Linked DNA regions of Lactuca sativa: region 2 is linked to region 1. The links are chromatin contacts, called in public Hi-C maps. All regions are on one chromosome and are shown on one strand. The core of a region is the stretch at or near the end of the contact, and the rest is flanking DNA. Distances in the headings are between cores, read along the strand shown.

Region 1 (7,437 bases), core at 2,614-5,113:
GTATTCAAATTATAGTTTCCGTTAAAATGATTTTAATGGTTACCAAAATAAAGGATATAGAACCGGATATTCAAAAGGAAATTATTTTCTTATCAATCGGTACTTTATACGAATTCAAATTGAAAATCGAATGAAACCAATGATATTACTAGAAATTCACTTCGATGGAAAATGGTTTGCGAAAGTACCATATTAAAACAACTTATGCTTTGGATTGCTTATTTAAAGCAAACTTATTTTTTTTTTAGTATAAATGTTTATTAGTTTATCTTGTGTCAAAATGGAGTTTTATAAAAAAATGTTTGGTTTAACTCATTTGGTAGCAAAACATAATAAGTTGATAATTTAATTTTCAGTGCTTGGCAAATAATGCTTATGTGTTTAATTAAGAAATAACTTATCAAAAACATCTTAAATAAGTCGATAAGTAAAGAGTAAAATAACTTATCAAAAACTCCTTATTTAAGTAAATAAATGGATATAAATTATTCATATCCAAACACTTACAAGTTACAACTCCTTATTTTCGGTGTTAAACCACAATAAATCAATAATCACCTTAAATAAATAATCTCAAACACCCCCTATCCTTATGTTAGTGTTAGGGTTCAAACAAAATGCATGACAAAAACATTTATACATTTACCCAATCAAGAAACTACTTGCGATTATATTTTCCGATTTAACAAAACCCACGTGAATTTCACATAATCCGTAATGCACAACACCTTCCTATACCACAATTCTACTCAATAAAAACCAAACTCTATACAACAACAATGACATCCAAAATCAACCCTGAACAGCCAATTCCTGCAAATGTTCAATAAAAACCTCCAAACTCACATCATCAGTCAACACAACCTCAGCCCCATCAACAACATAACTCGACTTATGTGTAACCGAAGGGTTCAACTTAGCCAACAAAAACCTCGCCTGACTACTATGCTGCTCACACCTCACCACTTTCGGCACCGGAATCCGCTCAGCCGCCAGCTGAGCCGCCTCGATCTCCACCGCCTCCAACAACCTCCTGAAATTCTCATGCCCCGGATCCTTATCATACCCCATTTTCATCCACTGCCCTATCTTCGACCCGTAATGAATCACCACATAAAAATACGAATCAAATACCAAAATCACATCCGGTGACACCGACCCGATATCCAAAAGAACCGGACCCGGTGGCCCGTCAAACGAAAACCGGGTCAACGTCGGTTGGATCATAATCAACGACCCGATCACCGATTCCCGATTCAACATCATTTGAAAAAACGCGGTTTCATCCGGACTACTATTGAAAACATCTATAAATTGTGATCTTCTTAAATGATACATGAATTGTGGGTAGAGAGAAAAATTTGTAGATAACCGGAAAGATCCGGGATCTTCCGGAATATAATCCCCGAACTTTCCGGCGAAACGGATAAGCTCCTTGTCGAGCCACCGCACGACTTCCCTCGGAAAATTCCTTTCCGTCTCCCGGACCGCCAACCTCGCCATCACTGCCGCCGCGGTCTCCTGGTCAAACCCGGCGGCGATCTCCGGTGCGCCGCCGCTAACCCACCGCCGAGCTGCCGACGTCACGCGCTTCCTAAACCCCATGTTTCCGTGTCGATATTTTGTTATGAATTGTATGAAAAACGCAGTTCCCGGTTGTGCTTTTTGTTCTTGAGTGATTTCGAATAGAAACGCGATGCATGTTTTATCGGTTATTGTCCCGAGTTTCCAAATGTTCGACCCGTTTTGTTTCCGGGTCGAAACACACGGGCCGATTGCCCCGGATACTTTCACGTCTTTTGTTGTGATTATTTCGATTGTTACATCGAAACACATGGTTAAAAACCCGTCTTCATCGCGCGAAAAAATGTGGCGTAAACATTTTTTGAATTGATCCGATTCGAAGGATTCGGATAGCATCACGAACCCGCCGGATCGCTCCACCGCGGGTCGGACCTCCGTGACCCCGATTTGATCCAACGAACACGCGAAAAGATCAAGAACCATCGATAAATCGGATAGTTTTTCGGATATTTGTTTATAAAAATCGGAAGATTTTTTATAAAAAACGGTGTTCCCGGTGTTGATGTCTCGGTGGGTCCGGATTGATTGGTTGAGATCTTGGGATACGATTGTGCCGGGACCGATGGTTGCGGGCCCGGATGTGAATACCATGATGCGGGACCCGGTGGGGACTAGAGAACCTTCTAGAAGGGCTATGGCAACTAGTATCGCGGCTCCGGTACACCGGGGAGGGCGGTGGCCGGAGGATGGTGGTGGTGAGTGGCGGATGTCTTCGATGGCGGTGGTGATGTTGAATTCACATTCGGAAATTGGTAAAATGAAATTGTGTTTTTGTGTATTTTGTGGTTTTCCAAGTTGTTGTCTTGTGGGATGGATTCCGAGAAACTCTATGATCTGATAATGAAAAAAATAAAATGTTAGAAAGTGTAAGAAAGTGTAAGAATGTAAATTGCTTTGTATTTAGATGACATTGCTATAAGTAGGAGTGGATTTTAACAAGTACAATGTTGTAATAAGAAGAAATGAAAGTATATGCTTCTTCTTGCATTCAAATCTTTTACTGATTATGTTAATGAGAGGAAAATGTAAGGCATTAAGCTATCTCATCAATATTCATGTGGTTTGGTGAGTAATATGTAATAACTTGTTTTCTCCCCATCAAGTCCATTAAGTCAAAAAGAAATGGCATGAAAATTGTGAATTATAAAGAAACTTTTCTCAAAGTTTTGGGAACAATAAATAATCAAAAAGGAAGAAAAAAAATGCAACAGTATAATGAACTAAGTTACAGGTTGATATACTTGCAAATTAAAGAATTATTGGGCATCCTAATAAGAACTATATAATCAATTTGTGGATTTTTTTTTCATTTTTCAGGAAGTTTCTAGCTACACGAGAGTATGTACTCATAATTCACAGCAAGATGAAGATGAAGATGAACAGAAAAGAAACGAATTTGTAATACCTGGCTAGAAGAAGGCTTGCGTTCACCATGTAAGACAACCACCCGTAAACACTCAGTAAACCCAAGATCATACACCCTCACCATTGAATCAAAAACAATCAACCCTACCATGGCATTTTCCGGCAGCTGTGCAACAATCAACAGCAACTCATTCTTAAGTGCTTTAAGTTCATCCTCACTTGAACTACCATCCACGACAAAAACAAACGCCGGCCCAATCCCTATTCCCCTCCCTGTTAACCCTCGTTGATCTAAACTCGACAACGAAGACGAAGAAAACGAGGACGAATTCGATTTAGCCAACCCTGATCCGTTACTAGTTCCCCAATTGTGAACCGGATTGGAATTCATCCGGGTCGGAGTCATCAAACCCTGGTGACCTAATTGGTATTCAACAGTACTGTAAGTTGGGAAAAGCTCAGCAGGAATATTGTTCTCGCCGATTTCGGCGTACGATCTTGGAAATGAATTCTTCTGATAGCAAAAAGGGCAAATCCAGATTCGAGAAGGGTAATCGACACGAGCGTACGGGTTTAAGACGGAGCCACATCGAGAACAGATCAATGGATCGTAGGATAGGAGTGGAAGTTCGTTGAATTTCATCAATGGAGTTTGCATTATGGACAAAGGGATTACCAGATCGTTTGATTCGGTTCTTGATACTGGCCATGAATTCCATGACCATCGTAGGCCTTCGATTGCTTCCAATTCGACGAAATCCATTTTGATTAGCTTGAAACTAAGTCGGAGTTGCGTTCGCCATCAAGATTACTTTCTTGGATCGAAGGGTTTCATCCAAGTTTATGATTATTTCAGGAAACACTGGGCAGCATAGATGACGATTCCGAGGAGAGGAAAAGTGATACACGTGATGTCACGTGCCTTTTTTTTTTTTTTTTTGAAGAGTTTTCAAGTTTTCATCATATTTTAACACATTTTAATTAGGATTATATGAAAAGCCATTGTAGTTTTAGTGTTTTACACATTTTAATTAGGATTACTAGCCTATATATGTTATAAAACTAATTATAAAATTTTTCTAGGAAAATATATATATATATATATATATATATATATATATATATATATATATATATATATATATATATATATATATATATATATATATATATATATATATATATATATATATCATTGTTCTACAAAATTGATTGTTATACTACTCATGGAATGAATAAGTATGCATTGCTCACTGTTCCATGTCATCCACAATGAAAGTAATATAAGAGTTGAATAGGGTGATGATTAGGATTGAATAAGAGTTGAATGGAATGTGGGTAATAATATGAGATAGAGTTGAATAGAAGAGTTAAATGATCATTGAATTGTTCAATAGAAATAATAAAATGATGATTAGGATTAAATAGGTGTTTAATGGATTGTGAGTGGCGTTGTATAGATATTTAATGTATGATATGACAATACATTGAACTTTATAAAGTTCAAATGGATTGTGGATGCCCTCACCACACCATAAAAAAAATTATTATTTTTAATACAAATATTATTTATTGAATAAAAATAGGGATATATACAGTAAAGTCCCAATATTTTTATCGATTTGACAAGAAAGTCCTAAACTTTATTTTTTTGACAGTAAAGTCCAAATTACCGGCAGTTTTTGACACTTTTACCTTTTTTTCCCGGTTAGCCGGTAATTAGGATTTTTTTGCCAAAAAAAATAAAGTTTAGGATTTTCTTGTCAAATCGTCAATTAGGACTTTACTGTCAAAAAAATAAAGTTTAGGACTTTTTTGTCAAATCGTTGAAAATATTGGGACTTTAGTGTATATATAATTTTTTTGGTTAGAAATTTAATGGTATGATACTCTTTAAGCATAAGAGTTATTGAAACCTTCTCTAATCAGCTAGATCCTATTGAAATCCTTTACGTTTGCTTCTTGTTAAATCGTTTTTTTAATCTCAACGAACCGACATTGAAAAAAATTGAGATAATCAAGAAAGAAAGAAAGAAGCAGGGTTGTGTTGGCTTTTTGCAGTCTCAAAAATGGAGAAATTAGAAACCTAAAAAAACAAAATTGTCTTAGCTTTATACAAACACAAACAACACATGCCTAGTCAAAAGGGTGTGAATGTGGAGAAGGGAAAGAAGGGCAATTTCATTTTTTTCGGTTTCTTATTTCTCCATTTTTGAGACTGCAAAAAGCCAACACAACCCTGCTTCTTTCTTTCTTTCTTGATTATCTCAATTTTTTTCAATGTCGGTTCGTTGAGATTAAAAAAACGATTTAACAAGAAGCAAACGTAAAGGATTTCAATAGGATCTAGCTGATTAGAGAAGGTTTCAATAACTCTTATGCTTAAAGAGTATCATACCATTAAATTTCTAACAAAAAAAATTATATATTCACTAAAGTCCCAATATTTTGAACGATTTGACAAAAAAGTCATAAAGTTTATTTTTTTGACAGTAAAGTCCTAATTGACGATTTGACAAGAAAGTCCTAAACTTTATTTTGTTGACAAAAAAGTCCTAATTACCGGTTAACCGGGGAAAAAGGGTAAAAATGTCAAAAACTGCCGGTAATTTGGACTTACTGTCAAAAAAATAAAGTTTAGGACTTTCTTTTCAAATCGATGAAAATATTGGGACTTTACTGTATATATCCCATAAAAATAATATAAAAATTACAAATATTTATCTCTAACGTTATTTTTTTCAAATCTAGTATCGTTCGAAGGTCATCGACTTCCAAATCATCTATCTCCCTTACAAGGAATTCTAATTCTACCTTTTGGTTTTTGCATCATAATATTTTCTTGCGGTACAATTAAGTATTCGCCTATTTTTATATTCTTCGAAAAGTTATTAAAAGAAAATGATGCAACTCTTTTATTTTATCCCTTCAAATTGGGGTGGAGGTTGTTTTGATGTGAGGTCGTCGTCTTTGTCATTAAGTTTGATATGAAAACATGTGTCCGATGTTGTGTGTGTAATCTTTGGATTTAGATGGCTTTGACCTTTTAAAGCCTCATGTTTTTCATCCAACATCGATAGAGCCCTGGTCTACAATTTCATATTATATACCAACCTTTGTGGTGGCTAAACGACTTCCCAAACTTTTTAATATGATACTACTCGAGTGTCATTTGTAAATGTTCATGTCGTTGACACTACTTTGTTTGCGTTACTAAGTTGTAAATATTGTTAAAATTGTTGATATTCTGTTTCAATTCACTGAACATAAAAATACCGATCATCAATCTAGTATTTGTAACCCATTGGGTTATAGAATTGGGCCATAAAATGCCTTAAAAACACATGTTTTAGCATTCTTGATCGAGCTATCTATATCTATTGGAGGTATGTCTGTCGACATAACATGCTAATTAAATGATGATTAATTGCATGACCCTATTTGGGCTACAAAGGTGGCTCAACTAGAATAAAATATAATTAAATTAATTAATTAATATTTTATTTGTCAAATAACTAGAGGTGAGTAAAACCAAGCCCAAATACCGTAAACCGATGAAAATTGATGAAACCGTAGAAACAAAAACCAAACCAAAACTAGTGATTAGACTTCACAAGATGAAAAATCATCTTCGGTTTCGATTTTTGGTTATGAAATCGACCCAAACCCGAAACCGACCCATAATATATAATTCTAATTATTTTATATTTAATATGTACTTTAAAAAATTAAAAGAAAAAAACAAAATATGGAACCTAACTTAGTAAGTAAAGATTGAAGATTGGTATTTTTATGGTGTTTTCATGTTTGATTGTAATGGAATGTTGTTGTTTTAATTTGATGGTGTGTTCATTTTTTGGTTGTAAACATATAAACTTAGTAGTTTTAATACTTCCTTGAATTATTAAATTGGTTTGTGTTGTTTTCGATTGGTTCTAAATGGTTGGAATATTAGAAAATGGACCTAATTTATTTTGTTTACATTTGCTGGGAAATGGGTTAAACCCAAAACTCACGGGTTTAAACCCCAAAACCATAAACCTATGGGTTGAACCCGAAAACCCAATAAACCAAGAAACTGAACCCAATGGGTTCTAAAAACTAAAAACCGAAATTAACAGTTCAGTTTTGCCCCAAAACTAACCTATGCTCACCCCTACAAATTAACTAGAAGTTAATTACTAATTAATCATGTGGAATTAATTTTTTATTTATTGATTCATCAAAGAAATAACTAGAAATTAATTAAGAAGACTAATTATGCAATAATAACTAAAAGGTTTGTATAATGCTAATGTTACCGATCAAATTTTAAAAGCTAAGAAAGGCTATTCGTGTTGAGGCAAGACCAAAAGGAGTCTCCGTGCAAGAAAAACCCTAATAAATTCATTATCCACCTCTTCTCCCTCTCATATCTCTATTTGATAGCACAAAAACCCTCTATTAGTGTTGGTTTTGTTTTTGCTTCACCACCAAAGGAAAAATGAC
Region 2 (7,437 bases), core at 2,744-5,243, 180 kb before region 1:
CCTGAGCTAGCCTGCATGCCGGGTACCTAGTGGGCCCAATGTTTATTCTTCCAGCTTAAAGGTTGTTGGAAAAATAACTTTTTTTTCAGATATATTGATGCCAAATACGAAATATTGAATTTAAATTTCTACACGCACCCATTTGAACATGTAGCCATGATCATCATTCCATGTGTAAGGTATATTCATGCCAAATATTCCAGTCACCAATGCATAGATTGACATACATAAAGTTCCTGAACTTAAAAACAGCTCCAACTGCAATCATAAATACAATCAAAAACTAGATTAAAAAAAAAAAAAAAAAAAAAAAAAAAAAAAAAAAAGTGTATCCAGTCCTATGTAAAAAGTGCTGACCAAAAGAAAATATTATGGGACAAAAAATATAATTTACCTGAATTAGCTGATTTCTATGATTATCAAGCTGCAGTACAAACAATTTCATAAATTAATTGTAAATTAATTGAAGAAATTAAAAATTTATTGCTTTTTGCATACCTGAATGTTGATGTAATCTTCCGTATCATCAATATATTCACGCAACTGCAGATTTTATTTGTCACGGAGTTAATAATAATAATAATAATGTCTGGTTGTTTAAACAAAAGTGGCAACAATTATACAATATCTAAAACACCTATCCATGAACCATGAAATTTTATGGATCAAAATTAGTCAAAATCACAAATAGTTTTATTAAGAACACATCTTTTTTTAATTTGTTTATTACATTTCTTCCTATTATAGCATTGTAGTTTGAAAAACATACAAAATTCTTGCAAAGCCATCTAGATACAAAGCAATTTTCACTTTTATAATAAAAATAAATAAAAGTACAATGCTTATAATTGGGTAGATTTTCCAAAGTAACAATGCCTTAATAAGAAAAAACCTTGAAAATACAAAATAAAAGTAGCATGCTATAATACGGACACATATAAAAAAACTACATTGCTCTTTCTTGCATTTAACCCAAATAGAACCTACATTTTGCTTTTTGTTTTCCAAAACAGATAGAAAAGATGGTTTTTAAGGGTAACAGAAAATAATTAATTGGCTAAAAATCGATAGAACAAAAAAAGTAAAGAATTAACATGACTCACACTCATTAACTTGTTCAAAGTTCCATCAATCTGCATAAAGTATGCCTGAAAGAAATCGAAAAAACAAAACCAATATAAACATAAAATGAAATAAATAAATAAAAAAGATGTAAAAATTGAAACCTCTAGAAGCATCTCGAGCTCCTCAACATCATTTTCATCTCCATGAACAGTCATCACACTCGCCCTGCTAGCCCTAGATATCTTTGAACCAATGGTTGGCGATCCATGAAACCAACCAGCTGCACCTCCACCTGAATCACTCACTGGTGATGCGGAGGATAATTTCCTCGATAAGTACAGATCCGCCATGTCATCATCATCGTCCAAAAGTCGCTCAAGTTCATCTCTCACCTGCAATAAACCACATATAGTCAGAACAGGACATGACATGACATGACATGACATGACATGACAGAACAGAACAATACAGCCTGTGTTTGGGATGTAATGGACCAGGATTGGAATTCATGTCAATAAGACAAAAGTTGCAGCTTTTTGTCAGGTGGAACAAAACAATGTCTTCTCTGTGTAAAAAGACATAAATGCCCTTCAAACATCATGTATATGTATATATACCTTTTGAACACGAGCAGTCAACCTTGTCATTGCACTTTTTAGTTTACGAACACGATCCAAGTTACGGCTACTAATCTGCCAATTAATAAAAAATCATAAAACAATTACATAAAATACGAAAATAAAAAAATATATATATATTTCGAATTCAATGGAAATTGGGCATATAGTTAACAATATAGAGTCAAATTTGACATTATAATTCATTTCATGATTTATTTAATAAAAAGTGGCATTGTTGTTTTGCATTAAAAAAAAAAAAAAAAAAAAAAAAAAAAAGAAAGAAGTAGATTTAACTAATATGACAATTGACCCCAAATACATTGCTATTATGTGCATTTAACCCTAGTTATAACTCAAGGATCACCCTCTTGTATAAAATTGTTTACATAAGTATTTTCTTCATATACTAAAAAATTTAAAGGCAAAATACAAGAATAGCAATGTACTTTCATGTATTTGTATATTATACCCTTTGTATTACAACATCATTCTTTCAATTTTTTTTCAACTTTTCCCTATTAAGACATTATATTTTGGAAAATGAAAAAATTTATCCAATTATAACAATGAAAGTTGATGTGTATGCATGACATTGCAACAACTTGATAGATTTTTTTTAAGTATAATATTGTTATAGGAAAAAAAAATGAAAGTTCATTGGTATTTCTTGTTTATAAGCCAAAAGATACCTTTGATGTAAGCTCATCTAAGGCTGGATAAGCATCAGTTTCTAACTCTGTAGTACGAGCAGCATGAAAGCTGCAAATGGCCTCTAGAAAAACCTCTAGTGCTCTGAATTCAAATGGAGATTCTGCATTTATATTAAAGAAACAAATGAAATCCATTTCTTTCAAAACACAAGATAATGCAAAAAGACAATAAGGTCCCTTTTGGGACTTAATATCATACCATCTTCTTCACCAGTTTCAACATCATGCTGTCCATTCAGTTCTCCATGATGGGCATTTAGGACAGGTAATCTCCTTCTTAGTTCCTCAACAACTGGTATTACATTATCATCTGAAGGATCTCGAAGCAACACCTGTTCAAAGTTCCAAATGCATGTAAGAAGAAATTTGGATAGAAGATTTGAAAGGGATATAATAAGGGGAAAAAGGAAAGAAATCCAAACCTCTTCAGCAGTGATAATAGCCTTGATATGCTGCCAAAAACCAACAAATCGACAGAAATATTAGTAGATAAACCAATTTGCTTTGATGAAATCTTGATGATGGATTCCTGTTTATAGCACTACATACAAAACAGAACATGTATTCTGTTTTATGACAATTTGCTTTGTGGTTGTTTAAGGCATAGGTTTAACTATTTGGTGAAATTTTTGATGTATCTATTAATTAGAATAGAAGGAAGCACTATAACTAAAGAACTCTATATACAAAAATAGTGTTTAAAGACAAAAATTAAACTGAATTTTTGAGTCAAAAATATTAGAAAGTGAGGTTTAACATCGAAAAGATAGTTTGAAGATGTGCTTGACTACAAATTCATGTTATATGATGCCATGCAATAAGACAAATTTCAAAACCAAATTATAGCATGTATAATTTTCCAGAAACTCTGGCATGATGACAAAAATCTCTGAATACTTACACGGTTGATATATTTATTGAAATTGAAACTATTCTATGGAAGATAACAAAAATCATTATTAATTTATAGATACTCTGGATTAAAAAACAATAAAGGAAGATAACATGAATCAAAATAGTAATGATAGTAATGATGAACTCACTTCCAAGTTGAGAACGATTGCCCTTTCACGGCCTAAAATTGTTGAAGGATAAGATAGAAGAGGATCAAGAATCCGAAGATCACGAGCATGAATCTGAACTCTGTGCATGATTGCGTACTTATCGATATCCATAATCGTTTCATTCACGTCAGAATCGATCGATATCCAACTCCTGGCACTCGCTGTCCCCTTCTTCTTCACCAGCATACCAACGCCACCATCTCCCGACGTCGTTTCGGTCTCCGGCTGCACCACTAACACGTCTCGAGTCATCTCTAACAATCATCCCCAAAATTAAACACTGATTTTTTTACAAATTCCTGGAAACGGTGTTGTATTGTTTGCATGAACCTCTCACCACACCACTGTTGGAACAAATATATGCGCGTAAAAACAAAACCCTAATCAATTTAGCAAACAAATTAGGGTTTCTAAACAAACAAAAAAAGATCGAGAGAGATCACATTTTTTCGAAAAATTTGGTTGATTAGAGAACAGAAGTCTCAGATTTCATGCCTCCCCCTAAATATGCTGACATGCTTCTGAGATCCCTTTTCTTTTTTTATTGTTTTTTTTTCAGCATTAAATAATCATTTATTACTCTTCAAGCATCCATTTTTCAAAGACTTTGGACTGAATTGTAAATTTCTCATTTTCTCTATTTAATAAAATTACGAAACTACCCTTAACTTTCTGTTGTTTATTTGTTTCCTATCACTCAAGTCTGAAAATTAGTTAGCAAAATCGTCCTCATCTCCAACTATGTTGACCCCTTTTTGTTACAAAGTAATTGAAGATAATTTAGCAAAATCGTGAACATCTCCACTCTATTGACCCATTTTTGTTACAATGTGTAAGGGCATAACCGTAATTTTCGATACACTAGCTTAGCTTTTTTGTTTTCTCTATTATATTTTTCCCATTTTTCTTTTTTGTAATTTTGGACTTATGACGACTTGTTTTATGTTAAAATGGCACCAAAGTGAGGTTTTTCATCAAAATAATAATTAAAAAAATCAATAATAGAAAGGTTAATTCAGCAAAAGAGGGATTTGGTAGGGTTGTTTTATGGGTTGTTCGATATGTTTTTTTATCGGGTCTGGTAAAATGTTATGTCTGATTTAGTCAAATTTAGATCGTTTGATATAGCAAATAGAAGTCTCCAATTTAGTCTTATAACATTGATCAACATCGATTAAACCTTATCTAAATCAGTCTAACCAAACAATTCACTATCAAACATCCACCAACATTATAAATTTAGTATGAAGTTTACTTTTAGGGACAAAGTTTTATTTATTATTTTAATTTAAACATTCAAAATATGTATCTTCGTTACAATTGTGTGGTTATGTTTATAACAAGATGGACTATTCTTTTAAGTCCTTTATACAACAAGACAGAAAAATGCAAAAACTAAAATCATTGGACTAAATTAGACAATCATAATATATTACAGGGAATATTTTCAAAGTTACTTTAAAAAGCGACTAAAAGGCATAAAAAACACCAAAAAGGAATTGGTTAACCACTTCCTTAGAAAAGTACCAAATTTTCTGCCAAATGTTTCCAAAAACATCCAAGGAAGATTATCAAATCAATTATTGTTTTATTTAAAAAAAAAAAAAAAAAAAAGGAATTATTGTTTTTTTAAATGATCATGTAGATGTAATGCTTGGTTTAAGTATTTTTAATTTAGGGACTGTATGTGTAATAAAAAGAAAATATGAACAATACTATAAAGGCCAAAGTAATTGATTCTTCTATTTTTTAAGCATTCCATTAACATTTTTATTTTATTGTCCAAAACAGATAATTTTTCTTTTCAAATAGTTTTTCACCAAAAATAATATTTTTAATACTAGTAATCATTATCCGAAATGCTAGCCTAACAATTAATCTCCAATTAATCTTGATATGTGATACGCATGATAAATTATTTTAAATAAACATTATATAGAAAATTCAGTAGACTCAAGAAATTAATTGGATTTATACAATTATACGTATTTTATTATTATCCAAATATATTTAATATTAAGTTAATATTTTTCAAATATAGATACAATTTTGTTGTCTTTTGCTTTTAATATTCTTTCTTTTCTCTAAATTTCCTTTTTGGGAAAATGCGCAAACGATTGGACGAAATTTGAAGTAACGCCCATCCTATTCACGAATAAATTCGTTTGCCTTTATTTGTTAAAATAATTGTTTTTCTTTATACCCAAAATATTACTTTATTTTCTTCAATTCTACACAAATTTTTTGCCAAAATTAAAAATAGAAATATGCTATTTTTTCTATTAATTGCTTAAAAAGTTATATGATGGAAATTTATTACAAGGTTCGCCGATAAAAAAAATATGAACCTCCTATTATTTGACAAGATGTAAAACTGAACTATAAAAAAGATGGAATCTTACTTAAAAATTAATTGAACTTTAACATGCGGGTGACAAAAAAAAATATGATTTAAATGCATTTGAAGGGCTTCAAAGAAAAGTTAAATAATATATCAACATGGAATATGGAATAATGGACCATGTACGATGTATCCGGTAATTTTAAGCAAATATTTTATTAAATTTATTAAAAATAACATCATTCGTTTAAGGGAAAATGATACAAATGTCCTTTTAACTTTCTAGTGTTGGTCATTTTAGTCCATACACTATTTACATGGCTTTACGAGAGAACGAACTCGTATTTGTTGGGTCGATTAAGTTATTTTTTAAGTTTTGAAGGGATAAGTCAGTCACATTTTTGTCACTGTTAGCGGACTCATGTTTATTGTATTATTGTATAGAATATTAGTTAGCCCATTACTTACTTAGCTCTTTTGTGTTGGTCCTCTTTACATTGACCAATTGTACTCCTTGTATGCATTTATATGTATTCAGTAATACATCTCAATTCATGGGAAATTATCTCTTAGCATGGTATTAGGTTGATTATTCTAAACCCTAGTCGATCCTTCTGTTTGTCGACCCCCTCATCAGTCGACGCTTTCTTTCTTCTTCTTTCGCCTTCATTCTTTTCTTCTCCATCGATCTCCATCAATGACAGGAACTAGTGAAAGCAACAACCCTCATGAAACCCACTCACAAAGCGTATGGAATCACCAACATCAAAACATACATGCCTTTCATTCTAGATCTCTCAACGCGCAACTATGAGCCTTGGAGCGATCTCTTCAAAGCTCACTGCATTGCTTATGATGTTTTGGATCAGATTGATGATTCATACAACTCACCCAGTAAGCCACCAACAAATTCTGAATATGAGCAACTTGGCTTCATGGTAAAATTGTGGCTCTTTGGATCCATCTCCTAAAGTCTAATCACGTCTTCCTACTCTACCAAGGCTATTGCTCATAAAGTGTGGCTTAATCTACACTCTATTTTCTATGATAATATTGAATCCACTATTATGCAACTTGAAACTAAACTCAGGAACATGTCTATGGGATATCTCTCGGTTCATGCCTATTGTGACAAAGTAATGAAATTGGTTGATTTGCTTGAAGGGCATGGGGAACCGATCAAAGAAAGAAACATTGTCATGTATGCCCTTAATGGATTGCCTAGCAAATTCGATAATGTTGCGAGTATCATCTGGTTCACAAAACCATTCCTCACTCTTTCCGAGATGTGTTATATGCTCTCCGTTGAAGAAACTAGGCTATCAACGACTCGGGTACCCCCTCCGTCTCACGATCATCCAAGTTAAATCTCAGTCTAAAGCTCAAAATATCCAAGTTTGACCCAAAAGTCAATTGATCGAAAAAGTTACGATCAGAGTCAAAGTCAATGGTTAACGACCAATCATATTGTGAACCTTGACCATTCACGTTGTGATCCACAAAACGAAAAAGTAGTCAGGATTACTCTCAAAATCGTGTCGTGACACGCTAATTGTCTTTGGGATATCTCTCGGTTCATGCCTATTGTGACAAAGTAAAGAAATTGGTTGATTTGTTTGAAGGGCGTGGGGAACCGG

Evidence for each region. Hi-C and Micro-C count contacts between places; a contact is called where the count stands out from the background.
Region 2: a contact with region 1 is called in a Hi-C map of leaf, with 6 times the contacts expected there. The contact joins the promoter of LOC111885454 here to the promoter of LOC111885451 in region 1. A contact is called at or near these places in 3 of 4 Hi-C or Micro-C datasets (bud and leaf).

The regions. Positions count from the first base shown.
Region 1 is chr5:171,232,325-171,239,761 of Lsat_Salinas_v11, reverse strand. It overlaps LOC111885451 (protein transport protein SEC23), which reads right to left and starts at 3,863. Exons shown (of 2, transcript XM_023881705.3): 1 at 2,990-3,863; 2 at 642-2,418. The coding sequence starts at 3,712. The coding sequence ends at 793.
Region 2 is chr5:171,416,294-171,423,730 of Lsat_Salinas_v11, reverse strand. It overlaps LOC111885454 (magnesium transporter MRS2-I), which reads right to left and starts at 3,993. Exons shown (of 11, transcript XM_023881708.2): 1 at 3,439-3,993; 2 at 2,818-2,847; 3 at 2,595-2,727; 4 at 2,375-2,496; 5 at 1,683-1,757; 6 at 1,227-1,457; 7 at 1,104-1,148; 8 at 499-543; 9 at 395-424; 10 at 139-258. The coding sequence starts at 3,711.